5 separate regions of the Mus musculus genome follow, and regions 1, 2, 3 and 4 are each linked to region 5. The links are chromatin contacts, called in public HiCAR-type, HiChIP or PLAC-seq and capture Hi-C maps. All regions are on one chromosome and are shown on one strand. Each heading gives the region's core, a stretch centred on a gene start, on an enhancer-like site or on the middle of the called end of the contact. The rest is flanking DNA. Distances are from core to core; before and after follow the strand shown. Region 1 holds the start of Patj (PATJ, crumbs cell polarity complex component). Region 2 overlaps Nfia (nuclear factor I/A). Region 3 overlaps Nfia (nuclear factor I/A). Region 4 has its middle 97 kb from the start of Gm34784. Region 5 has its middle 56 kb from the start of Cyp2j5.

What was found. HiCAR-type assays count read pairs that join an accessible place to other places. HiChIP or PLAC-seq counts read pairs in DNA pulled down with a chosen protein or histone mark. Capture Hi-C pulls out chosen DNA fragments and counts their contacts.
Region 1: an H3K4me3 HiChIP or PLAC-seq map of embryonic limb bud shows a contact between it and region 5, with 6 times the contacts expected there. The contact joins the promoter of Patj here to the enhancer-like site in region 5. A contact is called at or near these places in 7 of 39 promoter capture datasets (cranial neural crest, frontonasal cranial neural crest, hippocampal neurons and 4 more) and 4 of 115 datasets of contacts at active chromatin or transcription factors (embryonic forebrain, embryonic limb bud, forebrain and 1 more).
Region 2: a contact with region 5 is called in a HiCAR-type map of astrocytes, with 7 times the contacts expected there. The contact joins two enhancer-like sites. A contact is called at or near these places in 4 of 484 Hi-C or Micro-C datasets (cerebellar granule neurons, muscle stem cells, myocytes and 1 more), 2 of 115 datasets of contacts at active chromatin or transcription factors (astrocytes and stem cell-derived neural progenitor cells) and 1 of 9 other capture datasets (embryonic trunk).
Region 3: a HiCAR-type map of astrocytes shows a contact between it and region 5, with 5 times the contacts expected there. The contact joins two enhancer-like sites. A contact is called at or near these places in 1 of 484 Hi-C or Micro-C datasets (cerebellum) and 3 of 115 datasets of contacts at active chromatin or transcription factors (astrocytes, fibro-adipogenic progenitors and stem cell-derived neural progenitor cells).
Region 4: a capture Hi-C map of embryonic tail shows a contact between it and region 5, with 4 times the contacts expected there. The contact joins two enhancer-like sites. A contact is called at or near these places in 1 of 115 datasets of contacts at active chromatin or transcription factors (astrocytes) and 1 of 9 other capture datasets (embryonic tail).

Annotation. Positions count from the first base shown.
Region 1 is chr4:98,394,515-98,397,214 of GRCm38.p6, reverse strand. It overlaps Patj (PATJ, crumbs cell polarity complex component), which reads right to left and starts at 1,389. Exons shown (of 44, transcript NM_172696.2): 1 at 1,291-1,389.
Region 2 is chr4:98,107,838-98,110,537 of GRCm38.p6, reverse strand. The region is part of intron 10 of Nfia (nuclear factor I/A); the gene reads right to left. Among named protein-coding and RNA genes, the nearest start is that of Gm34784, 17 kb to the left of the region's middle. Within about 2 kb of position 1,322, at least 126 of the 459 cell types and tissues checked have an H3K27ac peak or open chromatin away from gene starts, as enhancers often do. A contact at or near this core is called in astrocytes, muscle stem cells and stem cell-derived neural progenitor cells, where this site is marked.
Region 3 is chr4:97,922,744-97,925,443 of GRCm38.p6, reverse strand. All of the region lies in intron 2 of Nfia (nuclear factor I/A), which reads right to left. Among named protein-coding and RNA genes, the nearest start is that of Gm40208, 14 kb to the left of the region's middle. Within about 2 kb of position 1,378, at least 57 of the 459 cell types and tissues checked have an H3K27ac peak or open chromatin away from gene starts, as enhancers often do. A contact at or near this core is called in astrocytes, cerebellum and stem cell-derived neural progenitor cells, where this site is marked.
Region 4 is chr4:98,222,072-98,224,771 of GRCm38.p6, reverse strand. It overlaps the pseudogene Gm12691. Among named protein-coding and RNA genes, the nearest start is that of Gm34784, 97 kb to the right of the region's middle. Within about 2 kb of position 1,276, at least 23 of the 459 cell types and tissues checked have an H3K27ac peak or open chromatin away from gene starts, as enhancers often do. A contact at or near this core is called in embryonic tail, where this site is marked.
Region 5 is chr4:96,718,349-96,721,048 of GRCm38.p6, reverse strand. No RefSeq gene overlaps it. Among named protein-coding and RNA genes, the nearest start is that of Cyp2j5, 56 kb to the right of the region's middle. Within about 2 kb of position 1,283, at least 60 of the 459 cell types and tissues checked have an H3K27ac peak or open chromatin away from gene starts, as enhancers often do. A contact at or near this core is called in astrocytes, cerebellum, embryonic limb bud and 4 more, where this site is marked.

The DNA.
Region 1 (2,700 bases), core at 140-2,639, 1.7 Mb before region 5:
TATATTTTGGTCATTTCCACGTGCACACACATACACCCTGTTCCCCCTCTCTCATCCCCCTCCTTTTCCCACCTTCACCTAAGTTCACCTCCAGTTTTCCTGTCAACTGCTTTGCTATATTCCTTTTTCGAAAATTCCCTTGTTTTCCCTACAATGAATTTATGTTAGCTCCATACAAGCTCAATGGCTGCGGGTAGAACCAAGGGACGGGACACATCTAGTCAGTATGTGTGTGGTGCTAGATTAGATCCCCCTCCCCACCAGCCAATAATAATCAGTAAGTAGAGTTCATGAAGATGAAGTTCAATTCGAGTGACAACTTCATACAACTCAATTTTAAATCAAATCATTATTCTGATGACAAGTCCACTATATGCCACCAATAATAGCATCTAAATTAGGATGAATCCTTCCACATCCGCATTTATTAACGTTCAAAGTATCTTAAAATTTCATTAAACCTTATAAAGGCCGTTAGAGCCCTAAAATAGCAGGTCACAACTTCACCTCCCATTTTCTAACTCTGCAAAATAAATAGATTCCAGTTTTTATCCCACCTCTCCCTACCTCTCCCTAGAAATAAATGGTGGATTGGAAGCCAGGGGAAGGCTCGCAGACCTGGAATGTGGTCTAGCTGTCTCAAAGGAACTGAGATTATGCTAGATACCCGTAAGCTTCTTCATTGAAGACACAATCGTCGGACACGACGATGAGACCACAGGTTAGATGCAGGTTAAAGACAATCTAGAGAAATCAGGCCCAGCAAGGTGGGGCCTCTGGACCGCCGAGACAAACAAGTTCAAGAGGAATTCGAAGCAGAAGTGGAAAGAGTCCACAGGAGGCAAAGTACAAGGGAACAACAGTCCAGGGAAGATTCCAAGGAGGGGTGGGGCATTCGAAAGGTGGGAAAGATGTGCGTTCCAGAACTTGATTCCCAGCAGGAATCCATTAACTTTCCCAAAGACTTAAGAGCCACCTCCCCAGCTCAGCAGAGAGAGGCCGGAGGGACGCGAGGCCCACTCGAGGCCAGGTCGGTTCCTCTGCTCCCTCCCCTCCCTCCCACCGACCGCGGGGAGGCTCCGCCCCGCTGCGGGAGGCCGCGGGCCGCTAGATCCGCGAGCACGCGCGATCGCTGCGCTCGCAGGCCGGCCAGCCGGGCCTGGAAGTCCGCGCCTGGCTGGCTGGGTGGGTAGCAGGCCGCCGCTAGGCCTGCGAGCTGCCCAGGGCACTGCCCGTGGGCTCGGGACGCGGCTCCCGCGCGATCCCTGCTCGGTGCGCCGCGAGCGTTACCTGATCGGGCGACGGCGGGGTGGGAGCCCCGGGGCTGCGGGCACGGACGGCCTCCTCACCTGGCGGAAGTACAGCTGCTGCCCTCACCTGGACGGAAGTGCGGCCGCCTCCTCACCTGGGCCGCTCTCCACCTCGCCGGAGGCTGGGCGGGGCGGGGCGAACGGGGCTCGAGCCCCCGGGCGTCTGCGCGCCTGTGAAGGGTCCGGGGGACGAGTGGGGCGACCAGCCCTGGAGAGGAGGCCGGAGGCCTTTGCGTCCAGGTACAGAGTTGTGGGCCACCAGCGCTGACCCAAAACCGAGACCCCAAACAAACGACAAGTCCACTTAGCCCCTAGCCCGAGGCCCCTCTGATCCAGCCTTCTTGTGTCCCTTTTGTTTGCCAGATTTGCTGACTCAATGTAAAAGATCGTAAATGTCAATCTGTGTCCCAGTCATCCTAAGGGTAATTATGAGTGTCTTTCTTATTTAGAATTTTGATGATAAGCATTTACATTATTTAATATAGGCTACTCAAAGGCTAAAGAGAATCAATCATCAGATATCTTACTGAATAAATGTGCTATTAGGCACTGTGATTGACAGGGATGAGAGATAAAATGGTATCCTCAAAAGATGAATATAATACAAGCAACAGCAACACTAGGGCATTTGCTGGTTATGCGTTTGATACTTCATGGCTGTGTGATAATTTCAGGGAAATAACATTTGTTAGGCCTTGTAAGAAGGTATGTAATTTCCCCGCTAATGTAAGGAATAAAGAGAAGATATGCATTTTCATCTGTCCTGTTCAACATACTATTGGAAACTTATGCCAAAGCAAACAGCGGTCATGGCTGGGTGGTGGTGCACACCTCTAATCCCTATATGCTCTGGGGTTTCAAGTAGTATTGTGAATCCCTGTCTCAAAAAAAAAAAAAAAAAAAAAAAAAAAAAACACACTAAGAATAGAAATAAAGGGCACACTAATAGAAAAGAAGCAAGTAAAATGGCATTTGTGGATGTCAGTATTAAAGGTAGAAAATCAATGATGACTGGACAAGATGACTCAGTGGGTAAAGGAAGGTGCTGCCCAAGTCTGTTCGCCTGTGTTCAAGTTCTATCCCAGGAAGCCATATAGTGAAAAAACCACACCTACTACAGCAAGTTGTTCTTTGAGCTCCATATTCCCCCAGCACCCCCCCCCATGCCCTCTCACACACACAAATGTAAAAAAATAAATAAAACAAAAAAACCACATACAAGAGAGTTGCTGTGAGTTCAAAATCAGCCTAAGGTACAGAGTGAATTCAGGCCAGCCTGGACTACTGAAGTAGATATCAGGACGTACCTTGTCTCAAAAATAAATACACAGTACATGAATAAAATTTTAAAATCGGTAGCTTTTCATAACAAACAATGGGGCTTGGTAAA
Region 2 (2,700 bases), core at 73-2,572, 1.4 Mb before region 5:
GGGTGCAAATCCTTTCTTCCCTCCCCTCCTCTCCCCTCCCCTCCCCTCCTCTCCCCTCTTCTCCCCTCCTCTCCCCTCCTCTCCCCTCCCCTCCCCTCTCCTCCCCTCCCCTCCTCTTTCTTTCTCTTTCTCTCTCTCTCTCTCTCTCTCTCTCTTTCTCTCTTTCTCTCTTTCTCTCTTTTTTTCTTTCCGAGACAGGGTTTCTCTGTATAGACCTGGCTGTCCTGGAACTCACTTCATAGACAAGGCTGGCCTTGAACTCAGAAATCCACCTGCCTCTGCCTCCCAAGTGCTGGGATTAAAGGCATTCGCCACCACTGCCCGGCCAGGTGCAAATCCTTTCAATGGCATATATTTAAAATTCTTTTCTTAGAAAAGATACATAATAAAATAAGATGGCACCTTATGAAGCACCATTGTGTTCATGGGGAAATGAAACCACTGTAGTTCTCGTTCATGTTTCTGTCTACTCAATGTGCCCTTGGAGCTTTCTGCCAGCTGTGGAGCCAGTCTTATGTCCCTTTCAGAAACATTCTTTGTCAACACAGAGAGTTCGCTTAACAAAATGAGCAACTATAGACCAATCTCAAAACTCAAGTGAGGCTAAAAATTGTATGACTTTTTTTTTTTTTTTTTGCCAACTTTCTTCTAAGTATTCTGAAGAATTCAGTATTTTCATCAGAAAACCTACCAGCTTCGAGGCTGTGAGTTCTGCATTGAAAACATCACCAGGGTTTGAGTCAGTCGGAACTGATTCCGGAGGTGAGGGCTAAAGCTCACTCTTGTCGGGGAGATTCAATTAGGGGAAAGTCGGGACTCCTTTGATCCCAGGGATAAATAGCTAAGTGATAGCTCCATGGAGGCATGGTGTAAAATTTCCTGGTCACACAAGGTACCTTTGATTTCCAAAGGCGCTTATAACAAAACAAAACAAAACAAAAACTCCTAGCTCAAACCACAAAACTACTCATCCTGTAGACTTTTACTCTCTGACCATGCGCTTCGGAGAACCCAATAAAGCTGCTTATATCTGGAAAAGAAATCACCCTGGCAAGTATGCATGGCCTAAATCTAAGTGGACAAAAGAAAGATCAGTAAGAAGGAAAGGGGAGGGAAGCAGACCGCAAACCGTGTCTGCGTTAAGTTTCTCCTGATCTCTGACGCAGATCCACTTTCCATATCTGCTCTTATACAGAACAGTCTCAAACTGAGTGGTAAGTGCTGTTCCCAATCTGTTTGCATGCTTTCTAAGGCAGTTGTGAAATTCTGGACTTCTTCAGTGTGGCAGTCCTGAAGCAAAGGCCTGGGACCTGGCGAGTCACCAGGGGGAGCAGTTTTCCGTCCCGTAGTTTCTGCATTCAGGACATTACAAAAATCAGCAGTGCCCTGTACATACTTCTGCTAAAAAGCAAAGCAAAGCAAAGCAAAGCAAAGCAAAGCAAAGCAAAGCAAAGCAAAGCAAAGCAAAGCAAAGCAAAGCAAAGCAAAGCAAAGCAAAGCAAAGCAAAGCAAAGCAAAGCAAAGCAAAGAAAAAAAAAGTTTCTTCACACATCTTACTATTCAGTGTGTGCCTCGCCCACAAGGTTACCCCAGAGCAGCTCTGTAACCCTTCACTGAAATAGGCTTTATTGATTGCTCTGGGCTATTGTTCTCTTTTCAAGTCCCCCAAGTTCAAGTTCATCCTGGTGTTACATCATGTCTGGTTGCTCTTAGCAACCAGACAGACCCAGACGTGACTATCATTAGCAAGAAACCCGCCACTCTCCTCCCACCAACCTTCCAGTGGCTCTGACGTAGCAGGCCCACTGCAAACACACTGAAGTATTTATTCTGCCTAATTTATGACCTACCCAGCAAGCTAGACCCCCGCTCCAAAAACCAACACTGTTGTATATTTAATTAATCTGTCTTTCTTTGGCATTTGAGAAAGTTAGACAAAGGACTAATTATTGTGTTTCGCTCTCCACACTTTTCTTTTGGGGGGTGAATATTTGCCTGGGAAAGAAAACGATGAGGCCCCGCATTGGCCCCTCCCCTTTTTCTTTCTGCCCTTTTGACATTTCATGAAATACTTTAGCTGCTTAAGGGAGTTAGAAAAAAAAAAAAAAAAGAAAGAAAGAAAGAAAAAAAAACCGCACTGTGAATGTTACTCCTTCTGAGTTGGTATTCAGTAACACAAATCAACTCACGACATGTTTAAATTTAAATGCTAACCACACGCTCTCAGAGTTACTTTAAAGGTTAGTTTTTAATCAATAGAAGTTGCTGACTCTGGGTTTTTGAGCTGCACACTGCAACTCCCGGGCTTTTGTCTAATGTTAAAGCTTGGGAACTTTTTTTTCCTTGAGATGATTTTAGCAATGATTTGCAGATACTGGGGCTATTGTGCTCCTACCAGCAACATGTCAATAGAGGAGCTGAGCTGCCCTGTGGTGGGCTGTCAATATGACTCCTAAGGCAGGGGTTGGGGGTCTTTAATAACCCGTGAAAAAACCTTAATTAACCCTTTCAGGTCCAAACCAAAACCTATTCTCCCACTTTTCACTCCTGTAATTTGACCATTAGTACTTATTTCAACATCTCACTAATCTTCATGACAATTAACCCAGCTACTTGACCAAGGGCTTCCAGAATGGGAAGTCAGTTAGGGGGAACCACACACGAACTTCTCTCTCTCTCTCTCTCTCTTTCTTTCTCTCT
Region 3 (2,700 bases), core at 129-2,628, 1.2 Mb before region 5:
GATTGTGTCTTTATTAACAACTGCTTACTAAGAGAGAAAAGGCTAGAAATGGATAGTAGGAAGCTTAAATGGCAACAAGCATCTTTGGCTAACTATAAGAGAAAAGTTTCCATGTATCAAAAGCCACTCTTCTTAGATGTCTTCTGACTTACGGTGTGCAGAGCCAAAAGCAGGCTCCATGCTGAACCACCCACCCCAAATTCACAGAGTTCAAAAAATCTCACACTAAGTAACTTCTAATTCTAGTTCTGAACTATTATCAGCAACAACAATAGCAACAGCAACAGCAACAGCACCTGTTAGGACCAACAGCTTTTTTGAAAGCTACCCAAGTACCAACCAAACTGCTTGTGCCAATTAAAAGCTACCTTGAAGAATCTGGTCTCAGGCAGAACAAAAGCTAGTCTCTGGTGGTGCTAAGCACAAGCCCCTTTTAAGGAATTCATTTGCTATACTTACTGCCCGCAGAAGCTAATCCATCTGTATATGTTCATCTCAGAAAAATCCCCAGTTTTAAAACTGTATTTGCTACCAGGGCATCCTTCAAATCGCCCCAAGCCCTTCGTTTTCACCTTAGTTTAGGAATCATTGTTTGTATCCATAGCCAAAGTGCACAGTAACAGCTCTACAATTTAAACAGAAATTCTTTTCTTCGGGTTTTGTGTTTTAAGTTCAAACTACTCTCCCTTATTCTCGTTTCCCCAGTTCTTCTGTCTACCTTGGAATCCGAGCACACTATGCAGCCAGCACAATGAACCACCGTGCCAGCAGTAGCAGTCTGCTGCACCTATCCAAGAATTCTTAAAGCATCCAAACACACACACTGTCTCCTGTGTAGCCTGGAGATCCCTATTGAGCTCATGCCAAGTGTCTGAAAAGTTGGACCCTGCATCCGGTATTTACACTAAGCTAAAATTCTAATCAGTACTAACAGCAGTATGTTTTAATTCACCCTATGATTTTATTTCAATCTGCTAAGTAGCACAACTGCCAGAATGCAATTGCTATAAACTTAAGTAAACAAATGCAAAACTAAAATAAATCTTAAACCTGTTGTATATAAAGTTTGTGCCACTTCATGCAAGCAGTACAAAAAGGCACAGCCCAAAAGTCTTAGTCAACACTTTTTGCTCTCGCTTAAAAAGCTCTTTGAAGAAAGTATTGCCTTGTCTAGTCTCCCCACATCTCTTCCAGAGAATTATCTGGTGCACACTAGATCAGGAAGAGGAAACGGCCATGTTATTTTACAATGGCTTTTCACCCCAGTGTCCCTCGAATCGTCTCCTGCCAAGCATGTGAAACAAGAAGTACTCGGTGACTCCTCGAATCTCTGGATGACACTACAAGGACTCGTGCCAAGGAGTTAGTGCCAAGTCTCGCATCTTTGGGATCCACCCCTCTTTCTGGGTGTTAGTTGCATGGGGGAAGGGACTGGCAGAAGTAGAACCTGACCAACAAATTCTGAGAAGTTGGTCACCATTTTGAACCTGCTCAGTGTGCTTAGATCTTGGCAGCCATCTTACAGCTTGGCAACCATTTTGAGGATTTGTTTGGCAAGCTCTCAGAATTCGCTGACACTGTTTAAATAGAATGCTGGTTTAAAATAGTCCATGCTAACCAATACAATGTGATAGCAGGTAAACAACAACAACAACAACAACAACAAAAACCCTCCAAAATACCAAAAAAACAAACAGCAACAACAACAAACCACCACCATCAACAACAAAACCCTCCTTATAAGCCTTGCCAACAAAACAATTTACATCTTCATTTGGGTAATGACATCTCAAATTCCTTAACTTAGAACACATTATGTAATGCAGCTGCTATTCTGTGTCCTTAAGCCGTTAGCAGACAAGCTGTTAAATGATGTTGGAGGCTCTTACCAGGAGCAGGTAAGGAAAAGAAAGGCAGACATGCTCGGCCCCCACAAAACCCACAAATATTATCAAAATGTTTCAGAGTCTGTTCAAAGGCAAGCTGAGAACTAGATTCTAGACAATGGCAACCGAGTGTCACAGACTGTACCCATGGTCTTATCTCATGAGCCCAGGGAAGTCTCAGTCATGTAGTACGAAACTCTCCTTGGGTAAGGAGACAACGTCCACCTCTCAGCCCAACAATAACTCTTAAGGCTCATCTAAACAGAGAAAAGGAAAACTTTGCAGATTTTGGTGTTTTTCAAAACATCTTTGGCTTCACTCTTTCACCTTTTAACATATTTAATTTTGAAGTATTTGATTACATAAAAATAGAAAACCAGAACAAAAACCAAACCAAACCAAACAAAAAACCCTACATTATCATTGAAAGCATTTCTTAATGTCTAACAACTTAAAATACAAGCAGTAACTGTGCACTGCTGGGACCGACATCGTTATAAAACCTGTACAGCTTCCTACACTGGTGAATTAAGTGAAATGACAGTGAGTGAAATTTTACAACATATGGAAAAGGAAAATGACAATCCAATAATCCGAAAATATCTTTTCATACTGAAATAAATAACACTTTACGGCACGATTCAGTAACTTCCTTTGAATGTTATGAATATTTAATAATTCCATATCAACACAGGGAGAAGCTTTATGATAAAAGGACCATATTGTTCATACTTTTGGGGGGAAAACAATCCCCAAACTATTCTTTTATTAGCCAACTATTATTGCCAAATCACAAACAGGACAATAAAGCCTA
Region 4 (2,700 bases), core at 27-2,526, 1.5 Mb before region 5:
TTCCTTAGTGCACTTAGCAACTGATTCTAAAATTTTGTCTTGAAAACAACAAAAACAAAAACAAACCAAAACAACAAAACAACCTTATGAATACGTAGTTTCTTCCAGCTGCCTGCTCCGGGGTGTTGCAATCTACTGTGGCTCCTTCTCAGGGAGGCTTTTTAGCAGCCTCAGCCGTGTGATGCTTGTGGATCCCCAGTGAAAGGAATCCTTCAGGCCCTACTTCAATCCTGTTTAACAATCTGTCCAGTCTTCTCGTGCCCCCCTGTCCAGGGAGAGATGGCGCAAGACACATTTACGACCTAGTTACGTAGCTTTAAACTTTCTAATAGCTTCAGTGAAGAATCAAAAGGGAATGAGGAAAAGTAGTAGTATTTTTTATTTAATATAACACCTCCAAACTATTATATTTTCAGAATATAATTATATAAAATGCCTAATGAGAGCCTTTGCACTCTAAATGCTTAATTAAAAAAAATCGAGCATATATTTTAAATTTTACTCTTTTTTGCTTGGTTTTGGTTTTTTGAGACAAGGTTTCATTGTGTAGTCCAGGCTATCCTCAGACTTTCAGCAAGCCCCCTGCCTCAGCCTCCTGAGTGTTGAGATTGCAGGTATAGTGTCATATCTGGCAACACTTTGGTCTTTAGTAGGTTCATTTTCAGTGCTCAAAAGCCACACAAGGCTGGCTTCTAGAATAGAATGGGTACAGATTCAAACCTTTTCAAGCTCTTGGCCCTACTACTATTATAATGCCTTCATTTACCTTGTACTTCCACCCCATTTTCATGTTTTCTCTCTCCTTTTCAGCATGAAGGTCTTGCTCTGAATACAGCTCTTGCGGAATAAGGGTGGAGTGGCATTGCTCTCTCTTTGTCTATTAATATTAACGAGGGGGACCTTTTACAGTTAAACGCCATAAAGAAAGCTCGTTAAGGGCAACAACATCCCCTAGCACACAACTCTCTCCAGAACTACAAAATAGGTATGGTACAGAGGCCTGGAAGCTAATTCCTTCCAGATGTTTGAAAAGCGAGCAAGACCAAAAGGTGGATACTGAAATTACTAAACACTTAATAAGGAGCTGATGGAACCAAGGCCCCAGGGTTGGCTCAGAAATAAGTGAAACACAGAGACCCTGTTTGTTCAGAGGAACTTCAAAGGCTCCTATAAACGCGCAGGAAAGGTGAGAGGGAAACCACTGCCGAGATCCAACATTCCTGCAAAGTCCAACTGGAGACTCGCCGGAGATGCTTCACTCCGTGCTGAGGAGGACGCAGGGGCAGGTCTGGTGAGCAGATGTCTGGCTTTTGTTTGCACTATTATTATGTACAGTGTGTGCATGCAAGATGCAGCCATTTCTCAAGCTGAGCCAAAGGGGACAAACCAATTAAACTCCCAGTTAATAAAACAAAGAAAATGCCGTTTCTGTACTAAATACCACTCTGCACTCAAACCATAAACCAGCTAATGGGACAGCAGATCCAAATAAATAATATTGGCCACATTCATTTTCAGTTTTCCTTCCGTTGCTCCCTTTAACAGTAGGACAAAACCAGAGGGTTTCCTAAGATTACAATTAAGAGGAAAAAGACCAGCTATTCAAGTGTGGTATCAGTTGAGAAAGACTCAGAGGTTTTCTCTTTGGTCATCCTTACCTGGAAGGAGAGCGGCCTACAGTATCCAAGCCTGTGTTTGCTTTTTTTTTTCTCTCCACTGCTAATCATTGTGACTTGCCAGGCACATGAAGGAAGGCCTCATTTTATAATCTTTCTTTGGGGACTCAGACAAAGAACAAAACATCAGCAGTCAGAAAGGAAGAAAAGAAATCAGATGTGGTCCATCATTTAAGTGAATCAGCTGCTACAGGTGAGGTGGAAGACTCTTTAAACTAGTTACCAATGGAGTTAAAAATGGGAAGCCCTACACTGTTAGGAGCAGAAGCAAAAAACCTGTTGTCTTTGGATCAGGTAGACTTAGTCTGGACTTCTAGCTCAGTGTTTAACTCAGTATATTGCTTAATGTATTAGATGTTTATTTTCATTGTTGTAATAATATACCTGACAGAAGAAACTTAACAGAGGAAAGATTTATATTGGCTCACAGGTTCAAACCTATCACACCAGAATTCACGATGGTGGGGTTGTGTCAGAATGGCTCACATATTGGTGGCCAGGATACAGAGACCTCAGTTAAAAACACATATAACCTTTAAGACCTACCCTTAAGGGATTCACTTATGTTATCTTGGCCATACTCCATGCTCATAACAGTGGATGTGGGAAGATCTATAACCTCCCCAAACTACATGGTCAGTGGATGGACTAAGTAGTCACACACATGAACCTGTGGAGGATAGTTCACATCAAACTCTAGCAATATTTTGACTTTTAACTTCCTCTTCTATAGACAGGGCATGGAAAAAAACCCATACCCACTTTCTAGGACTGTTGTGGGGACTGAATGAGAACGTGTATACAAAATGCTGATCTCCTGGAACCCAGTTTCTGGCCCAAGGTCAGGGATAACTAGCTATACCTGTATCAGCAGCCTATGTACTATGCTCACTTGCCTTCTGTAAGAAGACGTTGTGTGGGCATTCATGCCTCCAGCAGACTCTGATTTGCCAACAGATCCATGTCTTTCTCAATGTGCAGAGGATGAGCTCATCAAGGATGCTCCTTATGTGAGCCCTTTCTC
Region 5 (2,700 bases), core at 34-2,533:
TATAACCAATGGTCAACAAAGCAGGGGGTGAATACATGGACAATCACAAAGAGGCCTCAGAGGCAGGGGTGAAGTTTCTGAATTAGGGTCATGCTTCATAAAGTCAGACTACATGGTCACAGCACGGTTAGAATTTAGGCAAGAAGGGAATCTTGGTTTGGAGGTTGTCTGTATGCTTATCTGTCTGCTTGTATATATATCATGAGAGTATACTCATTACTTTTATATGAGTAAAAATTAAGGAAATAAAATTTAAATCCATAGAGAAGATTATTTATTAAGGTAACAATGTGACAGTAGAGGTTATAGGAGGTCTGCTATGAAGCCAACAAATTGACATAAATAGTAATATGCTATGATGTCATTACACTTCAAAATGTCATTGTGGCATTTGTTGTTTTTTATTATTTTCAGATAGTGGCTTATTGAATACTCATTATGTGTCACTGTGGAATTCTAATAAAGATAGAGAAATAAAGACCAGTGTCTGTTGGTTGATAAGCTTCCTGCAGTAGGACCTTCCTAAGTGGGTGACAGTATGCAGTAAGCTTTTTAGAGATGATACAGTGGTGTGTGTGTGTGTGTGTAAGAGAGAGAGAGAGAGAGAGAGAGAGAGAGAGAGAGAGAGAGAGAGAGAGAGAGAGAGAGTAACTTTCCAAGGATCACAAACTTCATCTTTAAAGATGAAGAGAATAAAGGATAGAGGCATTTTCTCAGCTGGATCAGACTCTCTCATACCATATAGCCTTGAGCAACTCACTTTTTTAGTAGAGCAACACCATTCCATTCATATTAAATGAGATATTGCATCAATGGCTTAGCAGTGTATCTTGAATGCCACAGAGAAGTACCACAGAGGAAACAAGTATCCTCTATTTTTATACAATTCTTCCCTTCACAACAGGCCTAATTATTAGTTTTTTTCCAGATATTGAAACTAGCGTTTGGATCATTTTCAGAGTGCTTTCCTGGTCAGCAGAAACTGCCTTTTACATTATCCTCCCACCTGTAATTGCTTCTCTTACTTTACAAAATAGGTTGGCATTACTATGCCCATTCTACTGTTGAAAAAACTGAAGCTCAGGGTACTACTGAAATCACTTTGGTTCCAACAGGCCTAGTGAGAGTGACTAAGCCAGGAGTGAAAAACTGTTGTGTAAATTCCAAGTCCAGCAATGCTATGTAGGCCACACTGGCAGCAAACAACTAGTACAACACCCCTGTATGAATGGCCTCATTGTCCAGCAAGACTGGCAGCAAATCCAACATAGCCTCTTCTACTTTGTCATCAGCACCAATGCCCAGATCCTTGACCATGTGGGTCACTGGTGAACACCTACTGAATGGAGCCCACACATGAACATTAGCAAACCCCAGCTGCTTTCTCTCAGCTCCATACCCCTCTGAGCCAGTAACAAGGCATTCTCAGCCACCTGGAGGTGGTATGTTCACAGACACAAAAGCATAACTAAAGTGATAAAATAGTCCAAAGTTTGCTAAGTGTTTTCTAACTTGAAGAATTTCCCAAGATCATTAAGAGGAACAATAAAGATGGGGGTGATACTCTAATTGGGATCAGAAACTGGAGAGCTTTGGTGCCATCTAGGGAACTGTGAAGTTCTGGAAACAAGTGTGTGCTTTTCTTTTCTCCCTCTCCTCTCTGTCTTTATGAGCCTTTCAGCTACAGTTCCAATGCTCCTTAGCAACAAAGGCGAGCTTCCCAGAGCTGGGTGACTCAGGAATGCCAGCCCTTTCCCTCATTAGCATTGAGGGGCCTCATCTGCCTGCGCAGTTGGCCAGAAACCATGCAAAAGGCAAAGTGGTTTGGGGAGGGCCCAGCATTTACCACGGCTTGTTGGAAAGTGGGAAGCTGCCTCAAAAGTTTCCAAACAAAAGGCATCAATATTATTTGTGGAGCCATCAGGCTGCCTGGGACACAATATGGCTCTGGCTTGGCCACATGCTCCCGCCCCAGGTTCTGAGCAAAGACTCCAGGCCTTCCCACATCACATCTTGGCCTTGGATCTTTACACAGTGCATTGTTTCCCTCTCCCCCTTCTGTTTTGTTGCTCTTCAGACTCAGTTTTTCCAAAATGGACAATGGGTAGACTCCAACTGGTAGTGGGGTTGCCCAGAAGAGGGCAATTGACAAAGGGTAAGTGGTCAGATGGTAGGACAATCACTAGCAGATGGTGCTTCTGAGGATAGAGTCCAGGAAAATTCATAGGCAGATTGAGCTCTGACAAAGGCCAAGGGAGATTTATCTTGTAAAGAGCAATTGGCACTTGGTACCAATCCCTAAAGCCCACACACTACTATCCCACACAGTTTTCTGTTCTTGCAAAGGGAGATTTAGACTGAGAATCTGTCTCATCAGAATTCCAAAGTTCTGGTTAGTTAGCCAATCCCCAGAAGATTATAACTGAAGCTCATTTTCTGCTTTCAAGGAGCCAGCTCTAAGCAGAGATTCCTTGGGCTTCCTTGGGCTTGGACACCTTCTGAGATGTGACTCTTCACTATGTGTTCTCTCAGACAAGTCCAATTTGTTCTTCCAAAATCCATCTCTCTTTTCCCTGTGGACATTGAGAATGTAGATTGATGACTCTGCTCCCTGTGCCTGTCCTTTATTGGCAGAAAAGAAGAAGGGATAGGGGGAAGGAAAATGGGAATCTTGCTTCTCTCCTACAGTGTTGACTCAAG